Linked DNA regions of Mus musculus: region 1 is linked to region 2. Evidence: chromatin contacts called from public Hi-C data. All regions are on one chromosome and are shown on one strand. Each heading gives the region's core, a stretch centred on a gene start, on an enhancer-like site or on the middle of the called end of the contact. The rest is flanking DNA. Distances are from core to core; before and after follow the strand shown. Region 1 has its middle 58 kb from the start of Znrf2. Region 2 has its middle 7.5 kb from the start of Scrn1.

Region 1 (7,280 bases), core at 4,585-7,084, 190 kb after region 2:
AGGGACAGAGATCCCTCCTCCCTCAGAGAATAGGGCACACAGTTTCAGGTTCTCAGAGCCCTTCTGCTCAGCTTAAGGAGCTGCCACAGGAGGCGGAGCTTAATATGCAAACATGCATCTGTTGGGCTCCGAAAACCAACTGGCTTGGTCATAGATTTTACAAAAAATGAGGTGGGAAGATATGGCTAGAAGTTGGACTTAATTAATTTGAACAGTTTTGGGAGTTTCTCCATGCCAAAGGAAGGCAGGAGTATAGGCCTGGAAGTTTCCCACCAAAACAGAAGGACAGAGACCATGAAGTCAGGGGGAATGGCACACTTGTGCATGACACTGCCGACTAACTGAATCATATGGATCCTATCAAACGATGAGACCATAGCTCGGGCACTGCTGAGAAGCTAATAGACAAAAACAAAGCTTGCAATAGGCTCATGTGGGCCAGGTCAGAAACTGGCCCTGGACAGGACACTAAGCAGGGTTCCTCATGGTCAAAACCAGCAGCCTGTGCCACAGTACCCATGCCCACAGCAGCCTGTGCCACAGTACCCATGCCCACAGCAGCCTTATCCACCATCTTGTACTCACAAGTCGGAAAGGAATCCTCTCTTTCAGCACTAGTCCTTCCTCGAGTTTCTGTGCATTATCATTTGTAATATCCAAGCATAACCTTCTCCCTATGATGGTTAGATGTGGAGAGCTGTGCCGTGAGCAATCGCCATTATAAGATGGCGCTGGCTTCCACTGCGCCTAACTAGTAAACAAGCCTTACGCGCAAGTGCAAGAGTGAACTCACGCCTAGTCACTGCCCATCTCGGGGCGTAGTAATGGGGTGATGGGCGAGCAACGAATCAGGAGCTGTCACGCCACATCAGGTGCTGAAACGTCACACTGCGGGCTATATAAGCAGCGCCATTTTCCCTGTTTAGGGTCTTCCCTCGTGATAAGTAAGCAAGAAAAGCTTTGCCGCAGAAGATTCCGGTTGTCCTGAGTGTGTTCTTGCCGGCGGGGACAAAAGCTTGGGATAGTTAGATTTAATTGTCAATTTGGCACAATCTATAATCCCTTGGAAAGAGAATCCCTTTGAGGGATTGTCTAATGAGTTGGCCTATGAGAGATTATCTTAGTTATATTAATTGATATGGGGGAACCCAGCCCACTGTAGGCAGCACATTCCCTAGACAGTGTGTACTGAGTATATATATATGAATGAGTGGAGAAATAAGCTGAGCACAAGCACATAAGCTACTGCGCACACATGCATTCATTTCTCTCTGGTATTTTCTGTGGATGTGATGTGACCAGCTGTCTCAAGCTCCTGCCACTGTGACACCTCAGTGATGTACTGGAACCTGAAAGTGTGAGCTAAAGGAACCCCTCTCTTCCTTAAGTTGCTTTTGGTCTGGATACTTATTTTATCACTGCAACAGAAATGACACTAAATCTACTCCCTATTTATATCCAGTGACTGGAATGCCATCCCATCAGAGGAACCATACTTATCTTCCATGAAACAATAAAGGTCTGACAAAATTAGGACCTTGCCCTGAAGGTCCTAATTTATGTGGAGACAGTTTCCCAGTCACCAAGTGACACCTCTGAGTGTATTCACTAAAGATGTCTTAGCATGAGTGCAGACACAGGAAGGGTGATGTGGAAGAAGGAAGGAGAGAGGCCAGGGGGGACGCTTGGGAGGGAACAAAGGATGGTGTGGTGGTCCCAGGACTTCACCTGCCAGAACACAGACGCCACCCCCACCCCACCCAGGACAGCAGTCTGAGTGGACCAGGAGAAGAGAATGATTTTGTTCTCCTATTTTGCAAATGAGTAAACTGAGGTTTAGAAAAGTATATGCTGGATTATTTTTTTACAATTAATATTTTTAAAGATTTATTTATTATTATACATAAGTACACTGTACCTGACTTCAGACACACCAGAAGAGGGCGTCAGATCTCATTATGGGTGGTTGTGAGCCACTATGTGGTTGCTGGGATTTGAACTCAGGGCCTTCTGAAGAGCAGTCAGTGCTCTTACCCGCTGAGCCATCTCTCCAGCCCCCCTGGATTATTTTTTTTAACGATGTCAAGTTACTTTGAGGTTGTAGTTCATTGCTTCTGTTATAGCAAGTCACCACCAGCTGGGTGGATTTATTGAGAAAATAAACTTATTTCTCCCAATTCTGGAAGCTGGAAATTCACATTGGAAGTGCTAGAGTTTCAGTGTCTGGTGAAACTAGATCTTTGCTTCTAAACCGATTCCTTGAATGCCATCTCACATGTGGCAGAAGAACAAAAAGGGTCTCCCCTTTTTTTAATGGACCCCCTCAATCTCTGTAAAGTTCACCAATTCCATTTATGTGTTTGCATGTATTTATTTATATGCACATATTATTATATGTATGCATGTATTTATTTATATTTTGGGCACAGGAGAATCAGACCCAGGACCCCGTTGCTCAACCATTGAGCTGAGGCAGGTAAATATAAAGGTAGCTTAGCAACAAGCGAAGGCTCCCGGTGGTTTGAACTAGACACGCACACACAGTTCATTTGCCAGTCTGAGACTCTCCACCTGCCCGGAGCTGCACATTCACCTGCTCAGACAACGCAACAGATAGCTCTTCTGTAACAACTTCTCGTTAACTCCCCTTTTGTGACCAAACGCATCCTAAAACTAAGGAAAATTAATGGCTCCACCCTGAACTGGTCTGGGGTATGTGTGCAGCAAGGCGAAGAGCTTCTTTGAATAAACTTCCAGGGGAAACTCCCTATTTATCATCTTAGGCATGTGCATGGCTGGGTGTGCATATGATTAAATCAGATGCATCAAGGGAAAGGGCCTGTACAGTAAATAAAGACTTACATAACCCAAGCCTGTTAATCCAAACAGAAAACCACCCACACCCCACTCCCAGAAACCAACTCCTCTCCCTCCTAATCCCTGTAAAGCCTGAGGCTCCAAAGAGTAACCTGCTGCTCTAAACGCAGCCCCTCTGTGGCCTGCTGCTCCCTGCGACAGTTTCTGCAGTTTGTCTGTGAAGAAAACGTCTTGCTACTTTGTTATTTCCGCGCACCTCTTCAACTTTTTAAATACCATTATCAAGAACCAGGAAATAGCCAGTTAGCATAGCTACAGCATCCAATCATTCACAAGTATTTCGTGAATACCTGTGACTTACTGTAAAGATTTCCCCAACTCTTTGCACTATTCAGTGATTATTCAATCAAAGACTTTTGGGGAAATACATCCATTCAAAGCCATAGCAGCTATGAGCTTAAAGTCTGAATAAGTCAGTGTGTAGCAATACTTGTTTCCTCTGTGTCTGCTCTTGTCAAGGGCTGAGAGGAATACTGGGATTCTCTGCGGCACACTTCTGTCATGGTGCCCATGGAAACAGAAATCAGAGGGATCGTCAAGCTGTGCTGGGCTGAATTCCAGAGCCTGGGTGTCAGGAGAGAATGCTGTCCTCCATTCACATAACCCACAGTTCCTCAGATAAACCAAGCATTTCCCCAGCCTCCTGGGTTTCTTCACAAGAGCAAAAACAGCAGACTCCAAAGCAACTCCCCTCCTTCACCAGGAGTTTCCCCTCCTTCACCATAGCGGTTTTATCTACACCAAGAATTCAGTTTTTGTCCCTTCCATGGGCTGAGTTGTGTCCTTTACAGAGATATGTGAAAGTCTTAACTTCACTTGCAAGTTAAGATAAGTCGATAAGTTAAGATTGTAGATAGATCGGCTAAGATGAAGTCATTTGGAAATAAGGTGAACCTCTAATGCAGTACTAGTATTCTTATTAAACAAACAAACAAACAATAACGACTAAAACATGACAAGACAGAAAGGTCAAAGGCTACAAGCCCAGACCTACTTGGACCTGCTAGACACATCAGAAGCAAGGGGACACAGTGCAAAATGTTCCCACCCAGAGTTTTCATCAAAAACTATGTTGGTATTCTGTCTGGAATGCACCCCCACAGTTATTTGGAAGCAGCCAGGTAGGCCTGGCCCACTATAAAAGGGGCTGCTTGGCCCCTCTTCCCTCTCCTGCCTCTCTATTCTCTCCCTTTCTCCTTGTTCCCCCTCTCTCTCCATTGCCTTCCCCCCCGCCCCCCCCCACACACATGTTCATGGCCAGCCTCTACTTCCCTACTCTCTCCTGCTCTCTGCCTTTCTCTGCCTCTACTACCCTCTTAACTCCCCTCCCCATGCCCTGAATAAACTCTATTTTATACTATACCGTCTTGTGGCTGGTCTCTCAGAGAGAGAGATGCTTTGGCATAGGCCCGCCAAGCCCCTTTCCCCTACACCCGCATAGAACGTATATTATACCCTTTCTCTTTTTGTGATCATAACAAACTAGACTCGCGTCCTCCAACCCCCAGCCTCTAGAAACTCGAGGGAATAGGGTTTTGCCGCTTTGAACCACTCGGCTTATGTTAACTTCTTAGGACAGACTTTTGCAACTGCACTCACTTTGAACAGAGCTGGACCCTAGACAAGAATGAACTATTTGTGACTATGGCTAAAAGAAGTAGCGACTGGGCTGACCAAGAGATGGTTCTGGTTCTGGAACTGCCTGTTCCCTGCAGACATGACTGATGGGTTGTGGTTCTCTTCCCACAGGACCAGGCTTGCAGAACTTCTCAACATCTGTTGTTTCAGGCTGTTGACAAACGCCTGAGACTCCAGTCCCCTTCTATCCATGAATTAACACTTTCTCTCGGTGTTCAATAGCTACCAGGTAGAGTAAACCATTAGAAAATTTACGTGGCAAGAGAAAGAAGTATTCATCAGGAGTGGGAGACGGTTGCTAGGCAAGGGGAAGGTCAAAATGACCTGGGAAAGTATGGTGAGCGCAGGGGAAAACAACATCATGAATAACTAGCCGAAATCTTTGCTCCTGTTGGTTCAGTTAAAAACAAAACTGGTTTTACTTTTAAGGGGAAAAGAAGAGACCTCTGATCTTCAAAGTGTCTGCAGACACAAAGAGTTGGTGCCATGTGCACAGTTAAGGTTGTGTTTTAATTTGCAGCAGGATCCTCCGGGGTGTGTAAAGCCTGTGTTTACTGCAAGCCTGTCAGGCACCTGGTGGGAGTGACTGAGTCAGCTGTTCTCCTGGGTCTGCCTTTCCTATCACTGTTGCTCCACTGACACCAATCTCAAATGAACTTTAAACAAAGAGTCTCCACACTACACCCACTTAGCTTGCCGGCACGTGGCGTCTCCGTTGTCACGTTGCTGTCTGTCCTCAGGTCTTTGGAGTGAGCCGAATCCGACTTTTATCAGCCCTTCTGTCTCCGTGTCTGTCATCTTTGCACCATTCACACTGACTTTTTGTGTTTGCTGCTTTGCCCCTCCTCCCACCTCCTGTCACTTCCTAGCCTCTGTTATTTACATTACATTAACTATGCTAATTAAACAGATGAAACACTTCCTTATTCAGCTTTGACTTCGCAGTTCCTGAAGCTGAGAACTGGCTTTGTTTCCTACAGGTTCTTCTAACACCCAGTTTTGCTGCTGTGGCAGAAAGCAGGAGCACTCCAGATGGAAGCCGCCCCCACCCCCATTCCCCACCCCCACCCCCACCCCCCTTCACTCCAGTCCTCTTACTCTCTTTACCTCCTTTCCCCTTTGAAGATAAAAACACTAAGTGACATTTACTATTTCAAACCATCTTTAAAGGTATCATTCCGGGCCATTAGGCATATTTACAGTGTAACTATTAACATTATCTGTTTCCAGAAATCTTTCATCATCCCAAATAGAAACTCTTGGTTGGCTCCAACACCACATTCTGGCTCCTCTTCGCTGCCTCCTTTGCCCTCTTCCACCACATGTTGCTGCTTTGGCTTGATGTGGTCTGTCCTGACTCAAGCCTCCATTCTAACACAACAGACCTGGCCTCCAGGTTCTCCCAGCATCCCTCAGTCCCTACCTGGCATACCCTGTTCCCAGTCTTGAACTTTCCAGCCTAGGGGTGGGCTGCCCTTCACCCACAGGCTCCTCCCTATATATTCCAGACATTTTGGCCTTCCTCTCCTCCTCTTCCTCTCTCTTCTCTCCTCTCTCTGTTCACAGCCTTTCTCTCTTTCTCATCCCTCTCCTCGCCCCTCTCCCCATGGTGACACCCCTGACCTCAATCCTTGGAGCCAGTGAACTTGCCTGGGAGCAGCTTCCCAACAAACCTGCCTTTAATATAGTCTAATCTGGTTTGAATTGGCTCATTTCACCAGCTTCGGAGAAATTACCTATCCGAAGTGTGCTTCTCTATGGTGTTTTCACACAGCTGTGTGATTACACTTTATTCTTTCCCCTTCCCCACACCCCTTCTCCATGCCAGACCTTACTGGCCCCTCCCTTCTGCTGCTCTGTCACAGGTAATGATCATTTTAAATGGCAATGACCTGAATAAACAGTGCTGCCAGAGACCCAACTATATGTTACACATAAGAATGGAGAAAGATAAAGCATGTTAACAATAATCAAACTTCGAGAATTTCCAACAAGCTGCCTATGGTGACATATGCCTGTACTTGGAAGGCCCAGGGAGGACAATTACTAATTAGAATCTAGGCTGGGCTAGTTTCAGGTGAGCCTGGGCCAGAGCCTGCCTCAAAACAGTCTTCATGCAACTAAAATGGCATATTAGACCCTGCATCTGAGTAAGCGGATTACAAAAATAAGTAAAGGGATTGGTTTGAAAATAACAATATAAATCTCCTTCTTCTAAGAGAAAGGCAGAAATAATCAGAGGTGGGAATTTCTCTTCAGAAGAGGTGGGCCACTGGAGTCCCCAGTTGAGATACAGAGGCCAGGTGACCAACATAAATGGTAGGTGCCAGCACAATGCTCCCATAGGCAGTGCTGTGAAGAGAGATCTGGGTTGTGGGAAAGCCACCAAGGACTGGACAGGCATGCACGGATTGCAAACTGGAGCAGGGTAGGTGCCAGAGTGAAGTCGCAGAAATGTGGCCAGAAAACCTAAAGCCCAGACCTGGAGCTATTTGCCATAGCCCAAACCAGTGCCAGGAGGATGCTGTGGAATCCAGTGTAGGGGCCTGAAGGCCACAGGGATGCTCAGATGGGCAAGCCTTGCGTGTCTCCCCAGAGTCTCCATCACAGAGAGGCTTGAGTGTCAGCAAAATGGCAGAGGCGAGACTGTAACTTGCTGGCAGGCGGTCTCAGATCAGGGAGTTTAGGCAGAAGTGGATATCAGCCAATGGAACCCTCCTCTGATAGGACATGCTGACCTAACTTGTGGGCGGGGAGTTACTAAG
Region 2 (6,756 bases), core at 1,673-4,172:
ATGACATCTTCATCCATGCACAGGAAGCAGAGAGAGCAAACAAGAGATGGGGTGAAGCCATAAGCTCTCAGAACCTTCCTCTGCAAAGAGCAGAAGTCCTGAGTGACTGATGTCACTCCTGAATGTACTAATGACACAGGCTCAGCCATGACAGGGACTAAGGCCTCAGACCCATGGGAATTGGCAAAGCCTCTCACCACATGGGTCAGGCTTCTCCTTCCAGTCCAAGCACCTGTGCTTAAGAAAGACTGAGCAGTGTGTAAACAAAAACTAGCAACTGTGGCTTCTTCCTCCTGGACGCTCACTGCCTGAGATTGCTCACCTACAGAAGACCTCCGACCAAGACCAGCTAACCCCTCTCCTGTGTGGAACAGAATAAGCACTGAGGATCTTGGTTGTGGAAGGAGTAGGCGTGGCTCTTAGAGCTCACATGACCGAACTTCTCACATCTGTCTATCATTTCTTCATTTGCTCACAGCTGCAGTCAGATTTCCAAAATCCAATCCACTTTGTATGCTGGCGCATCCTCAGTAATGCACTGCCTTCAGCAAGGCTCTACGGTCTAATGGTTCCAGCCTCCTAAACAGCACCAACAACAGGGGGCCGAGGGTTAAAATCCGTGAACCTCTAGGAAACATGTCTCGTTCAAACCACCACAGGAGTCACTCACAAGTTTAACTAATTGTGCAGATATTTTGAAGGGTTGCTGCTAAGACCTGGTCTTCTAATGATCAAAACCCAGCCAAACATCAAATCAGATTTGGAGTTTCACCGTTCTTTGCTGTCATAAAATGTATGCAGATACGTGTGTGTATATAGGCACTCTCTATATAAAGAGTCTATAAACTTACTCTACCACGGAGCTATATCCCAGCCCAGATTTTTTTTATGTTTCTATGTGTGGAAATCATCCACCTTGTACCATGTGCAGTTTAAAAGTGAAACTTGTTTTTAATATTCTAGTAATACTGGAAACTATTGTTTTTTTTTTTTTTTTTTTATGTGTATGAGTGTTTTTAACTTCATGTATATACACGTACCATCTGAGTGCCTGGTGTTCTTGGAGGCCACAAGGAGGGTGTCGGATTCCCTGGAACTGGAGCGTTTGTGGGTGATTAGAATGGGCGTGTGAGCGCTCGGAATCAAACCCGGATCCTATGGGAGAGCAGTCAGTGTGCCTTCCTGCTGAGCCAGTGCTCCAACCCCTGAAAACATTTTTTTGATAGTTTAAGTTTACCAGTGTGTTTTCCAGTGTGAACATCTTCTACCTGAAGTTTTAACACTGCTCACTGAAAAAGTTACTTTGTAAGCAGATTTCTATTAGGTAATTTCCAGTTCTTCAGACAGCCAAACTATTGGTTTAAATTGCTATAGGAATTTTGTCTTAACTAAAGGAACACTTATCTCTTTTTTTTTTAATTAGGTATTTTCCTCATTTACATTTCCCAATGCTATACCAAAAGTCCCCCATACCCACCCCCCACTCCTCTACCCACCCACTCCCCCTTTTTGGCCCTGGCATTACCCTGTACTGGGGCATATAAAGTTTGCAAGTCCAATGGGCCTCTCTTTCCAGTGATGGCCGACTAGGCCATCTTTTGATACATATGCAGCTAGAGACAAGAGCTCCGGGGTACTGGTTAGTTCATAATGTTGTTCCACCTATAGGGTTGCAGGAACACTTATCTCTTGCTATGAGCAATTAGGCAATCACTCTCCATTGAGAGAATTATGAAATTTCACAATGCTGCTTGGGTACTCTTCAATTTTCCAAAGACCAAAAAATCATAAAGGAAAAAAGGTTTCATTTAACATCATGTTGGATGAGTTGTGTGGCTCTCAGAACTGGGAGTAGTGCAGGGTCGTGGAAATATTTTAGTGTTTAGATTCCTTGCTACTCTTCACTTTCTTTCGTATTTTTTTACCCTGAATATAACCCTAGATCCAGGTCTTCGCTGCTTATTCTCTGCCCATGTGCCATAGATAGGCACTAGTGCTTATATGTGCACAGTCTGACATTTCAAATGTGTAGGCTTGATTTATTCCTTAGGACTGGGATTCATAGCCAGTTCACCTTTAAATTTCAAACAGCACTTTTTTTTTTTTCTCGAGACAGGGTTTCTCTGTATAGCCTTGGCTGTCCTGGAACTCACTTTGTAGACCAGGCTGGCCTTCAAACAGCACTTATATTAAAACAAAATTTGAAACAGAAATTACTGTCAAATAAGATTATTAGATAAGCTGTCCTTACTTTGAACATAAAGAAAGGGTTGCATTTTAAGAATTATGGAAATGCTTGAAATCCATAGAACGAGTGGACTGGTGGCTGCTTAGCTCAGGGGAAGGAGCAGAAGATGATGTGAGGGTTTGTTTTCAAGGCAGTGAAATAAAATGTTCTCTAACTAACTGTGTCAAAGGCTATAGAGCTAGGAGACTATTCTAAAGCTGACTGGACTAGTGAGAGCTCACAACCTGGACAGGAGAACTCCCTTCTACTCCCATACTTGAGACATAGTAACAGAAAGATGAGGATTTCAAGGCCACCTGAGCTATATACCAACTCTCTCTCTCTCTCCCTCTCTCTCTCTCTCTCTCTTTGTGTATGTGTGAGAGAGAGTGTGAGAGAAGAGAAGGGAGAAAGAGAGGGAGAGAGAGGGAGAGAAGAGAAAGGAGAGAGGGAGAGAGAGAAGAGAAAGGAGAGAGAGTGAGAGAAGAGAAAGGAGAGAGAGAGAGAGAGAGAGAGAGAGAGAGAGAGAGAGAGAGAGAGAGAGAGAGAAAGGAGAGAGAGGGGTTGTCTTTACTTTGTGATCCACTTGGTTTAATACAGGCTACTCACATGAGCTCAAGTGTGGAGCTGTCCACAAAACCTGACTAATTCCTGTATCACTGAAAACAATGACTCCCTGTGCTTCGGCATGCCCTTCCCCTCCCTTCCCACACACTGCTAACTCCCCCGGGTGGGAGGAGGAAGAGGGGTTGCTGGGAGTGAGAAGATAGGAGGGTGGAGGGACGAACATGACTAGAATGCATTATATGCATGAACAAAATTGTCAAACAAATTAATTAAAATAAAACAAGGACTATTGTGCAGTGCACCGAGCATTGGGGACAAAACTACTGCACTACCTATTAACTCTAAACTAAAAATAACTCAACTCTCCAAAAAAGAAATATTAGAAACCCAATGAACACCACTTAACTCTGAGGAAATAAACCACTAAGATTTAATAGCTTTGGAGATACTGTTGCCATAGCAATAAAATGTTAGAAAAAAAAACTCAAGCAGTTGATTTACTGCTCAGTCTTAATGTAAGAATCACTTAACTTCAGCAAGCTGCTTAATTCTCTTTAAAGACTAGGACACAAAGCAGAAAGCCTTAGCTACTTCCACAGGAGGCAAGGGAAAAAAAGTCGGGCATCTTGTGGAAAGCGGTACTTTATAAAATTCAGTAAAAATCATACAGGAGAGAAAAACAATTTAAGGATTATCGAAAAGGGTATTTTTACTCATATTTGTTCTTACATTTCTCCTGGTTATTCTACATAGTTTAATTCCTTCTGTGTTTCTCTCTGTGTCTCTCTGTATCTCTGTCTCTCTCTGTCTCTCTATCTCTGTGTGCGTGTCTGTCTCTCTGTCTCTCTCTGAGTATGTGTGTCTGTGTGTCTGTGTGTCTATGTATATTGGCACTTGCCTGTGTGTATTGGTATGGAGAACAGAGCTTAATTTAATTTTGGGTCTTTCACTATTGCTCTCCACTTTATTTGTCTGTCTGTTTACTTTTTTTTTTAACTTATTTAATTGAGGCATAGTCTCTCTCTGAACCCGGAGCTTATCCTTCCAGCTAGACAGGCTGGGAATCCACCTGTCTCTGCCATCTCTTACTGCTGGACCACCAGATGTACACATGTCCTTTCCATGGGTGTTGAAGATTCAAACTCAGTTCTTTGTGCTTGCACATCAAGCCTCTTTCCCTCTGTGCCATCTCCCTTCCCCAAAAATTTAACTGTTAACTTAAATTTAGCTGCTGACAGGCCACCTGAAAATCACCTTAAACAGACTGAGTTTGGCAGAAAAACAACACCTAACAATTCCAGAAGACACATGATCCCATAAGAAGGAGCCCCAGATACAAAGTGGACCATTATATTCCAGTCTCCTAAATAGGGGCAAAAACCATACTCAGGGCTCCATTAACATAACTTGCACAGGCAAGAATAGAGCTGGCAAATAAATGAAAATGTCTCTAAGAAGTTGGAACGGTCCACAAAGGGTAAGTCACCTTACTCTCCTCCCTTGTGATGATGAAAGTGGCCCTTGATGTCTTGCTTTGCATTTTGCTCATGCCCATTTTACGGCAACTGTTTACTGAAGAAATTATCTGTTTCCTACTACAGTATGGAAATTTCAATTAACGAAATTACTTTTATAAGTTCCCAGAAATCCCCTAGTGGGGGATAATGTAGCTGTCACCAGAGACTAACAGGACCCCATTTACTTTATCTGGATTGCTGGGAAAAGCCTGGCAAAGGTCTTGTGTGATTTCTCTTTAAGTCGTAAAACAAAATTGATGTGAGGCTAGCTTGCAGGCACTTAAGGTTGGTTTATCTACTACGGGCTGACTCGATGCACTAAAGCCATCCCTCGTGTATCAGAACTGTTACCAGCAGCACAGGAACAGAGAGAATTGGTAAGCAAAGGTTCCCCCAGGTGATTGCTAAGCCTTGCAGATCTTTCAGTCTTCTGGGTGGTTTTGACCCTTTCTTTAGCAATGATCTAAGTAAATGAAAAGTACTGCCCAAGCTAAGGGAGAGATAGCATGTCACCACTGCCATGTCACTGAAGGAAAACAGCTGCTGTTAGCATAATTTACATGTGATTAAAACACAGAAATATGGCCTAAGAATGGAATGATAGATGCTAAGGAACACAGGGAATTTTATCTGCACCATAAGGTTGCATTTTAGAGAGAGGGAATCATGTACCAAAGAAACTCCCAAATTATTATATTTAGTATAGAATGCCATGCATGTCTCACGTTACAGGTTGGATATCCCTTACCACAATGCTCTACATCTGAAGTATTTTAGATTTCACACATGATTGTAAAGGGGCCGGGGAGGTGGCTCTGCGGTTAAAAGCACTGGATGCTCTTCAGAGGACCCAGGTTTAGTTCCCAACACCCACCTGGTTGATGGCTCACAACAGTATGTATCTCCAAGTAGAGTTCTAGGGGACCTGATGGCTGCCCTCTTCTGGCTTCTGAGGATACTAGGCACACTTCTGGTACCCATATACACATGGGGTCAAAACACCTATACATGTAAAATAAAAATAAAGAAACCTTAAAAAAATATTTCTAAAGTCTTTTTTACCAGTACAGCATCTCTAACCTGAAAAGCCCAAACCCCAAATGCTCCAAGTCCTAAATGTTTTAGTATCAAGTTATACACTCACAGACACACACATACACAGATGTTCACATACACACACCACATTAAAAGAATAATTCATTTTGCTGTTAATCTGATTTTGCATTCTTCTAAAGATGTGCTACAGCCAGAAAGAGGCAGGGCCAGCTCTGCACAGCCCTGGGACACCATCATGGCCCCAGGTAGCAGCCCTGACCAGGGATGTCTGCATGGCCTTTGGTGGTAGCATGGGCTAGGGACATAGGCAAAGACCTCCACTGCTACTGGGCCATGGACCCAGAAAGGGCCCTTGGCAGCAGCATGGTCCAGGGCATTACCATGACCTCAGGTGGCAGCATCAGGCTGTTCCTCACCACCCTCGTGTCTCTAGTTTTGCCTTTCATAGTGCATAAACGGCTCTTCTTCTCTTTCTCTTTCATCTCTCCACCACATACTTGCTCATCACAGTGACATCTGGACCTCTAGGCATCTTTTGCTTCTGTGGTGGCGACTGGAGAGCAGGATGCAGCTCTCTGGTCCAATAGGACCACTTTTAAGTGCTTTGTATCTCTTGAAAAGAAGTGATCCCACCACCACCCCTTCCAGGGTTTTCACAACAGTGCTAATTTTCTCTTAAAATGAAACATGAAAGAAATTTCTCCATAACAAGTCACCAAATCAACTCCTCCTTGGTATTCTCAAACAAGAATCCCCCTCCCCCACCACACACACACTGTTCAGTTCTGTAGCGAGAGGGACCATGAGGAACTCTAAACTCGTGGATGTAATTTTACTTCATGAATAAGTACAATTCATTCGCACAAAGCAAAATCCCAAACAGCTAATTGCTTCATCTGAAGCAGAAATGATTGTTTCTTGTTATTTGTGCAAAGCCAGCATTCCATGTAATCACATAAAGCATTTGATAACACTGATTCCCCAATAGGCAGAGATCATGTCCACCTGCTACACACACAATAACGTGTCAAACCTAAACAACAATGGTAACACCTCCTCTCCTGCCCTCTCCTGCCCTCTCCTGCTCCGCCTCCCCCATAAGGCCTGTGCGAAATTCACAATCAATTTCTGCCCTTAATGCTCAAGGTTTAATGCAAATTGGAAACAACTGCTTTCATGACAGACCACCACAGAGCAGCAGCTCAGAGACAGACCATGTCACTCCACCCATCTCCAGAGACTGCCCATCTTTTTGCCATGAATACTAGAATAAAACTGGAGAGGAACTAGGGGTGTAGGTCAGTGGCTTAGCATGCAGAAGGCCCAGTCCTCAGCGGGGACAAAAAGGGAGGGAGGAGGGGCAAAGCTGCTTTAATAGTGTTCCTTTTT

What was found. A called contact is a pair of places that touch in the nucleus more often than the background predicts.
Region 1: a contact with region 2 is called in a Hi-C map of uterus, with 2.4 times the contacts expected there. The contact joins two enhancer-like sites. A contact is called at or near these places in 3 of 484 Hi-C or Micro-C datasets (nephron progenitors and uterus), 1 of 115 datasets of contacts at active chromatin or transcription factors (pancreatic cancer cells) and 2 of 9 other capture datasets (adipose tissue and pancreatic islet).

Annotation. Positions count from the first base shown.
Region 1 is chr6:54,754,922-54,762,201 of GRCm38.p6, forward strand. No RefSeq gene overlaps it. Among named protein-coding and RNA genes, the nearest start is that of Znrf2, 58 kb to the right of the region's middle. Within about 2 kb of position 5,835, at least 141 of the 459 cell types and tissues checked have an H3K27ac peak or open chromatin away from gene starts, as enhancers often do. A contact at or near this core is called in uterus, where this site is marked.
Region 2 is chr6:54,570,494-54,577,249 of GRCm38.p6, forward strand. No RefSeq gene overlaps it. Among named protein-coding and RNA genes, the nearest start is that of Scrn1, 7.5 kb to the left of the region's middle. Within about 2 kb of position 2,923, at least 22 of the 459 cell types and tissues checked have an H3K27ac peak or open chromatin away from gene starts, as enhancers often do. A contact at or near this core is called in uterus, where this site is marked.